Linked DNA regions of Sus scrofa: region 1 is linked to region 2. A link is a contact called in public HiChIP or PLAC-seq data. All regions are on one chromosome and are shown on one strand. The core of a region is the stretch at or near the end of the contact, and the rest is flanking DNA. Distances in the headings are between cores, read along the strand shown.

Evidence for each region. HiChIP or PLAC-seq counts read pairs in DNA pulled down with a chosen protein or histone mark.
Region 1: an H3K27ac HiChIP or PLAC-seq map of alveolar macrophages shows a contact between it and region 2. The contact joins the enhancer-like site here to the promoter of ASPH in region 2. A contact is called at or near these places in 1 of 5 promoter capture datasets (liver), 15 of 47 Hi-C or Micro-C datasets (adipocytes, blood, embryonic fibroblasts and 6 more) and 2 of 2 datasets of contacts at active chromatin or transcription factors (alveolar macrophages and skeletal muscle).

What each region holds. Positions count from the first base shown.
Region 1 is chr4:71,948,268-71,951,566 of Sscrofa11.1, forward strand. All of the region lies in intron 4 of ASPH (aspartyl/asparaginyl beta-hydroxylase), which reads left to right. Among named protein-coding and RNA genes, the nearest start is that of ASPH, 47 kb to the left of the region's middle. Within about 2 kb of position 1,769, at least 6 of the 83 cell types and tissues checked have an H3K27ac peak or open chromatin away from gene starts, as enhancers often do. A contact at or near this core is called in alveolar macrophages and retroperitoneal adipose tissue, where this site is marked.
Region 2 is chr4:71,901,471-71,904,420 of Sscrofa11.1, forward strand. It overlaps ASPH (aspartyl/asparaginyl beta-hydroxylase), which reads left to right and starts at 1,421. Exons shown (of 24, transcript XM_021089332.1): 1 at 1,421-2,206. The coding sequence starts at 2,089. It overlaps LOC102158507 (a long non-coding RNA gene), which reads right to left and starts at 2,526. Exons shown (of 3, transcript XR_002343299.1): 1 at 2,455-2,526; 2 at 952-1,213; 3 at 1-270.

The DNA.
Region 1 (3,299 bases), core at 519-3,018, 47 kb after region 2:
CTTATCTTTGAATGTTGGAAGGTTTGTAGCTTCTTTTTGTTCAAACATGTCTGTGATCATATTATTACACCTTCTATTTAAAAATAAAAAGGAAAGGGATGTAGTGTCTTGGCTGCATTTTACCAAAACTAGACATCCTAAGGCAGAGCCGGCCTAGCTCACAGAATCTTCTCTGAAGCATTTGGGGCTTCATCTTTAGTCAATGTTGAAATAAATTATGATGTTTCAGACGGGCGGAAGGAAGATCACTGGTCTCACCAAGGACGATGGCGAGACGGGGATGACCTAAGCCCGACATGGAACCCCGCTGGCCAGTTCTGTGACCCAGTCCCTGAAAGCCTGCAGTTTCTCCTTGGGTTTCTGTAATGGGAGCCAGGCTCCTAAAATTGTGGTGGGACGGCAGGTCCAACCACTGGCCTCAGGATTCAGGATTTCCATTTCATCCAGAACATTTCACTTTGAAAATGTGTGTGGGATAGGGGCTCTGAGGCAGTTGCCAAAATAACATTAACTGCCTTTAAGCAACTCCTTCAGGGTCTAAGGGAGGACGTGCTTTTGCAAATTTCTGTGTAAGAATTCTCAAATAGGAGTTCCTGTCATGGCACAGTGGAAACGAATCCAACTAGGAACCATGAGGTTGCGGGTTTGATCCCTGGCCTCACTTGGTGGGTTGGGGATCTGGCGTTGCCGTAAGCTGTGCTGTAGGTCGAAGACGTGGCTCGGATCTGGCATTGCTGTGGCTCTGGCGTAGGTGGGCAGCTGTAGCTCCAATTGTACCCCTGGCCTAGGAAACTCCACATGCTGCAGGTGAGGCCCTAAAAGGAGAAAAGGACAAAAAAAAAAAAAAAAAAAAAAAGAATTCTCAAACAGTCAAGAGCTTTAGCACTGAGGGCCTTAATCCATCAGAATAAGCATACAGGGCAAAAAAGAAGTAAATTTTATGGGGGTGATTTTATGTTATTGTTTTTACTATTCTCTTTGCCTGTGGCCACATGCTAATACTTCTCTGATGACTGCCTTCGATTGGAATGTATTCTGTGGATAAAAACAACTTTTATCCAGATGGATCACAGAGTCCCAAGATGCCTCCTTTTCAGATGCTAATTGATGTAATTTTCTCCTTAGTACTTGGAAATTATTTTTAAGGAATTATTGTATTGTCATGAATTTTATTATCTGCTGGAATCACTCTTATTTTTTCCTCTTGGGTTTTGGCTATGGTAATAAAGAGAAAAGGAGAGAGACAGGGTACCCTTGTTGATTTGGGGCAGTGTTGTAGGGAGCATGCAAATCCCATCTGCCGCAGATGGGAAGGATAAAAACTTAAGTCTGTCTAGAATTAGATCGTATATGAAAGTAAAGCCTCACACATGGAGGCTGCTACTTCTGTAATGTCCCCCCAAACTTGAACTTTTCTTTGTTTTGTTTTGTTTTCCCCTCTACATGCTGTCACCCATCAGAGATCACTGCCAAGCTCTTCTCCACCCCAGGGCTTCACACTGTGGTCAGAAAGAGATCGAGTCTGACCTCACCTGAATTCAGCCTCTGGGAGGTGCTCCCTGTTCTGTGACAGTTACAGTCTTTCGTAGGAGGTCAGAACCTTGCCACGCTCCCTCATCTTCCCTCCTCTGCACAACTGGTTTTGTTTTCTCCTTTACCAAGAGAGTCAACTCTGGCCTGGGTTCTATTATCGTCTCTCTACCCTGCGTGGCATTTCTGTACTCTGAGCAGTTTTTTGAATCATTGTTTCCTCTCTCATTGGTCATTTTTTTCGGAACCTGACCTTTGCTCCGTGGCTGCACTTCCTGCTTCTGGCTTCAAAAAACGAAGAACCTTACTTACGGGACAGGACCAGTGCAAATCCTAAGGCCTTGTTCATGCTTGCCTTCCTTCCTTCTTCCAACTACTGCTTTGACTTTTAGAATCCTGCATTTTCTATTTCATTCATTGATTCATTCATTTATTTCCTGCATTTTCTTGACTCTTACCTCCTTCTTTGTTACTTAGGGGCTCCTTCTGTTTTCCAAGTGCTGTGCTATCTTTCACATTTCTACTCTTCCCTTCAAAGACTCAATATCATTGTGATTTAGATGACTTGTTCCAGTAGGCTTTGTCATGTCAAAAATATTGAAAAATTATTGACTGTATTCGTTAGGTTCAGAAAAGGCAGCTTAAATGGATACTTTGGAATTTTATATAGTACATTGCACATTGTTAATTTGTATCACTTTAGGGATTTATGCCCAAACTGGAAAAGTTTTAAATCAAGTACTTATTTTTTTCTTTCTCGTGTCATTCCTCTGATGTTGGTCTAAGATTGGCTTGTTTGTGACAAAAGTTAACTTCAGCCTTTTTATCAATATCAATATCAATATTTTTGACTATATCATTGTAGTGGGATTGGGAGCAAAGGGATAACCCGATGCTCACTATTGTGCTTTTAAGGGAAAATCCTGGCCTGCCAGTCAGGAATGTGCAGAATCAGGAGGGGACATTAGCATCACTAAAAGTGTATTTTAATGCTTTATGCTAATTCCTTCTGCATGTTGGATAATAATACCTATGTACTTAAAAGTTGGCATTACAAGAATAAGTTAGATATTTCACCGAAATAAGCTTTACTGGGGAGCGGTCCAAGACAGCATTTGGTACTACAAGATGGTATGCTGTTTTGGAATGAGTTTAGGAAAGAATTGGACTTGATCTGTGAAAAATAGTTGTCATGTGCACACACTGGTTGTGGTTATATACACCTGGTCAGATGTAGGTAGTCACAGGGAATATTTAATTTGCGTTTCTGTTTTTAATGTAGTCAGTGGTAAGACATACTAATACCCATTTTTCCTCCGAGAATAGCAATAGTGATATCCCAACCAAAATAAATTGGCATTCTCAAATGGACTGTCTCATTTGATGGAAACAAATTGTCTTGAGCTGAGAAAGGGAAAGGGATTCAGGAATGGATCATGATGCGAACAGTATCACAGAATAGGAGGAAAAATATCTCTTACTGGAAGTGGAGTGTGATTGTGGTTTTGAGAAACACCCAGAATGGGTTCTACAGTTTTTAACTGGAATATATGTGAAAGGGCTTCTGGACCTATGCCCGCACTTCAAGACCTTAGTTGTAGTGACAGATTGTGTGTGGTGCTGCCCCCTACAGGAGGTGAGCAGGAATCGCCACATCTCCTGCCCTGGTGGACCCAGGAAATGGATGGGCAACTTGGAATGCTGATTTGGAGAGTTTGCTGGTACATGAGTATAAAATAGCATTTGTATGACCATTTATAGAAGTAGCA
Region 2 (2,950 bases), core at 171-2,670:
ATACTGCCTAAGATACTCAGTTATGTACCTTGTCAATGTTACCAGATTTGGTTTTTTTGGGAATGCAGGGGCAAAACATCACTTTATCACACTGTGGAGTCAGCTATCAAAGAAACTTGATTTCCTTAAAGAGGTGAACCTTGCTAAGTAACCACCATCAGGTGTTTTCAGACTTACCTTTGCAGGTAGTACCAAGGGGGCTTCCGGGGGACCTCTGCTCAGAGAAGGAGGAGCCGGTGAGACAGTCTCTGCTCAAGACCAAGCCTTGTCCTGGAAGGAGAATTTGAACCATAGACTCTGGAGCCAGATGGACCAAGTTCATATCCCTGCTCCATTACTTACCAGCTCTGTGACCTGACTTTTATTTAACCTCTCTGGGCCTGAGTTACCTCAGCCCTAAAAAATGGACACAACCACAGGGTTTTGACAGAATTCAAGAGTTCAAATATTACTGTTTTGTCAGTTTAGTTCTCATTATTGTTTTTTATTAAATTTTGTTACTTAGATTAATTTCTTAGTCCAGATCTTCTATGCTTCCCCCACTACTCCCCCTATTGAAATAACGGTAAGGGGACCTGGGATGGGAGAAAATGAAGGGAGAATGAGATACTGTAAGATAAAAATGGAAAGAGCTGCTTCAGTAAAAACTCTGTGAACTTCCCTGCCCCTGCTCTGTCTTGATAACTATCTAACATTATTTCACAAAAAGGAGAGAAAGGCAGTTTCCTCCTTATGCAATGTGACCCTCGGTGGGCTTCTGTGAATCAGAAGAGGCTGGTGGGGCCAGGGACCTGCCAATGGGGGTGGCAGGGCTGGAGAAGAGGAATAAAAGCAGGTATCACTTTGCAACGGTGTGGGTTCTCAGCCCTTTTGAGACACTCCCAGGAGGTGCTCTGAAACATGGTCAAGAACTGGGGGAAGTAAGAAGTTACCAGAAAACTATCAACTCACCAAACATGTTTGGCTTCTCTGTTACACACCAGGCATTGTACAGGCAATTGGTGACACAAAGGTGATGATGATCAGTCTTTGACCTCAAGTCTCCGTCTGGCTCATCCCAGGGACCCAGATGTTTTTAAGACCACGTGTGGAATTCAGGGGGACTTGGAGACCCAGGCAATCTGAGACTGCACGGGGGAACCACAGCTGGAGACACCAAGGCAAGAGGAACGTAGACATCAGGCCCGTGGAGAGACTTCAGGTAGAGAGTGCCCTGCAGGGCAAGAAAATGAACTTTTTGCTTTACATTTGCATTTGTACCTCTTAACTAAGGCTGTCTGAAAATATTGAAGGCACAAACGAAATGAAGTCCTGCTTTAAAATCGAATGAATCAACTACGTATGGCTTAAGCATTAAATACTCCTCGCATCACCATTTCGGAAATGTCTTAATATTAATACTGACAAGAAACACATTTTTTTTTTTTTTCACAAGAAGGGGGATCGCATCCCTTGGTATCCGTGCGTATAGGGAAGTGGGACGTGAACAGGATTCCCACTGAAAGGCCTAGAGGCGGTGGGCTCCGTCCAGACGTTGCACACGTGTTGCCGGCCCCGCCTCTGCGCCCCGCCCCATCCCAATGGTACAGAGTCCGCCAACGCTCGCGAGAGCCCTCTCGCCTTCCACGTTTGCCACGTTCCAAAGGACCAGGACAGACTGGAAAGCCGAAAGCGGCTTGCGCTCACAGGCTGCCGAGTCGCGCTAGAACAGCTCTAAGTCCGCAGGGGGCGGGGAAGCGCTATACGGTTCTGCCCCCGTCATAGGAGCCTTTATGATTGGCTGCTTGGCTCGTCACTCTGCCTTCCGCTGGTGGCGAGGGGGCGGAGTTCAGCCGGGAAGGGGCGTGGCCTCAAGCTGGAGCGGGGCGCGCTCTCGCGCGGGGAGGGTAGACACTGGTTCGGCGCGCGCGAGAGCCGGGCGCGCGCAGGAGGCACGCGGGCGAAAGTCCTCAGAGGCGCTGCGGGCGGTGCTGAGACACCCACGCCGCTGCAGAAGCCGCGGCCCGCACCCGCTGTAGCGCCAGCAGCCGTCAGCGCCCCCCGCGCCCTGAGGGAGCCCCCCACCCCTCGCCTGCTCCAGCGGTGCGCATGATGGCCCCGCGCAAGAATGCCAAGGGAGGCGGCGGCGGCAACAGCAGCAGCAGCAGCTCCAGCAGCCCGAGCAGCTGCACCAGCGGCGGCAGCAGCAGCCCCGGGGCCCGGAGAGGTCAGAGGCGCTCCGGGGCCGGGGGCCGGGGCCGGCCCTGGGGATGGGGCCCGGGCGGCGGCACTGCGGATCCATCTCCCCAGATGCTGCCGTGCGTCTTCTCCATCCTCCGTGTCGTTCCTCGTGTGGGCGCGGGGCGGAGGCCGCGCTGGGTGGGCCTGGCGGGCTGGTTCGAGGGGCCAGGCCCAGTGGGGTGCGCGGCCTCGGGTTGGTCGGGTCGGGTAGCCCCTTCCTAGCTGATGTCCTACCTGCAGTGCGCAGCCGAGATAGAGATTATATTGATCTCCTCTTTCTTGGCTTGTCGTGGAATTGATGATGGGAATAGGAGAAACAATTTGCCTTTGCTCTGCATATTTTTGGGAGTTTGGAAATGGGCCAAAGTCAGAGAAAATAAGTTCGTGCCAAACCAGCAGCTTTCTGGACAATTCAAAGGAGAATGTTCTATGAGGGCTGCAGGGGTGTGTCGGGGGATGGGGAGGGAATGGTTTGAATGTTCTTAAACATTGGCTTAAATATTTTTGCCTTTATGTCGCTTTCTTAACGTGCGTTGTAGTTGCTTTTAGAGAGTCATAGAATACCATGGAATACTGGGCGACCTTTTCTATTTTTTCCTTTTGTCCTCCCTTCTTAAAAAAAGTCTGTTGGATATTCACCTTTCTCCTCCATGTGCAGACCCAGCAAAGAGAGAGGACAGATGTTTTAAATGTTTCATCTCGTATTTCAGTGGTTCTTGGTTTCTTATAT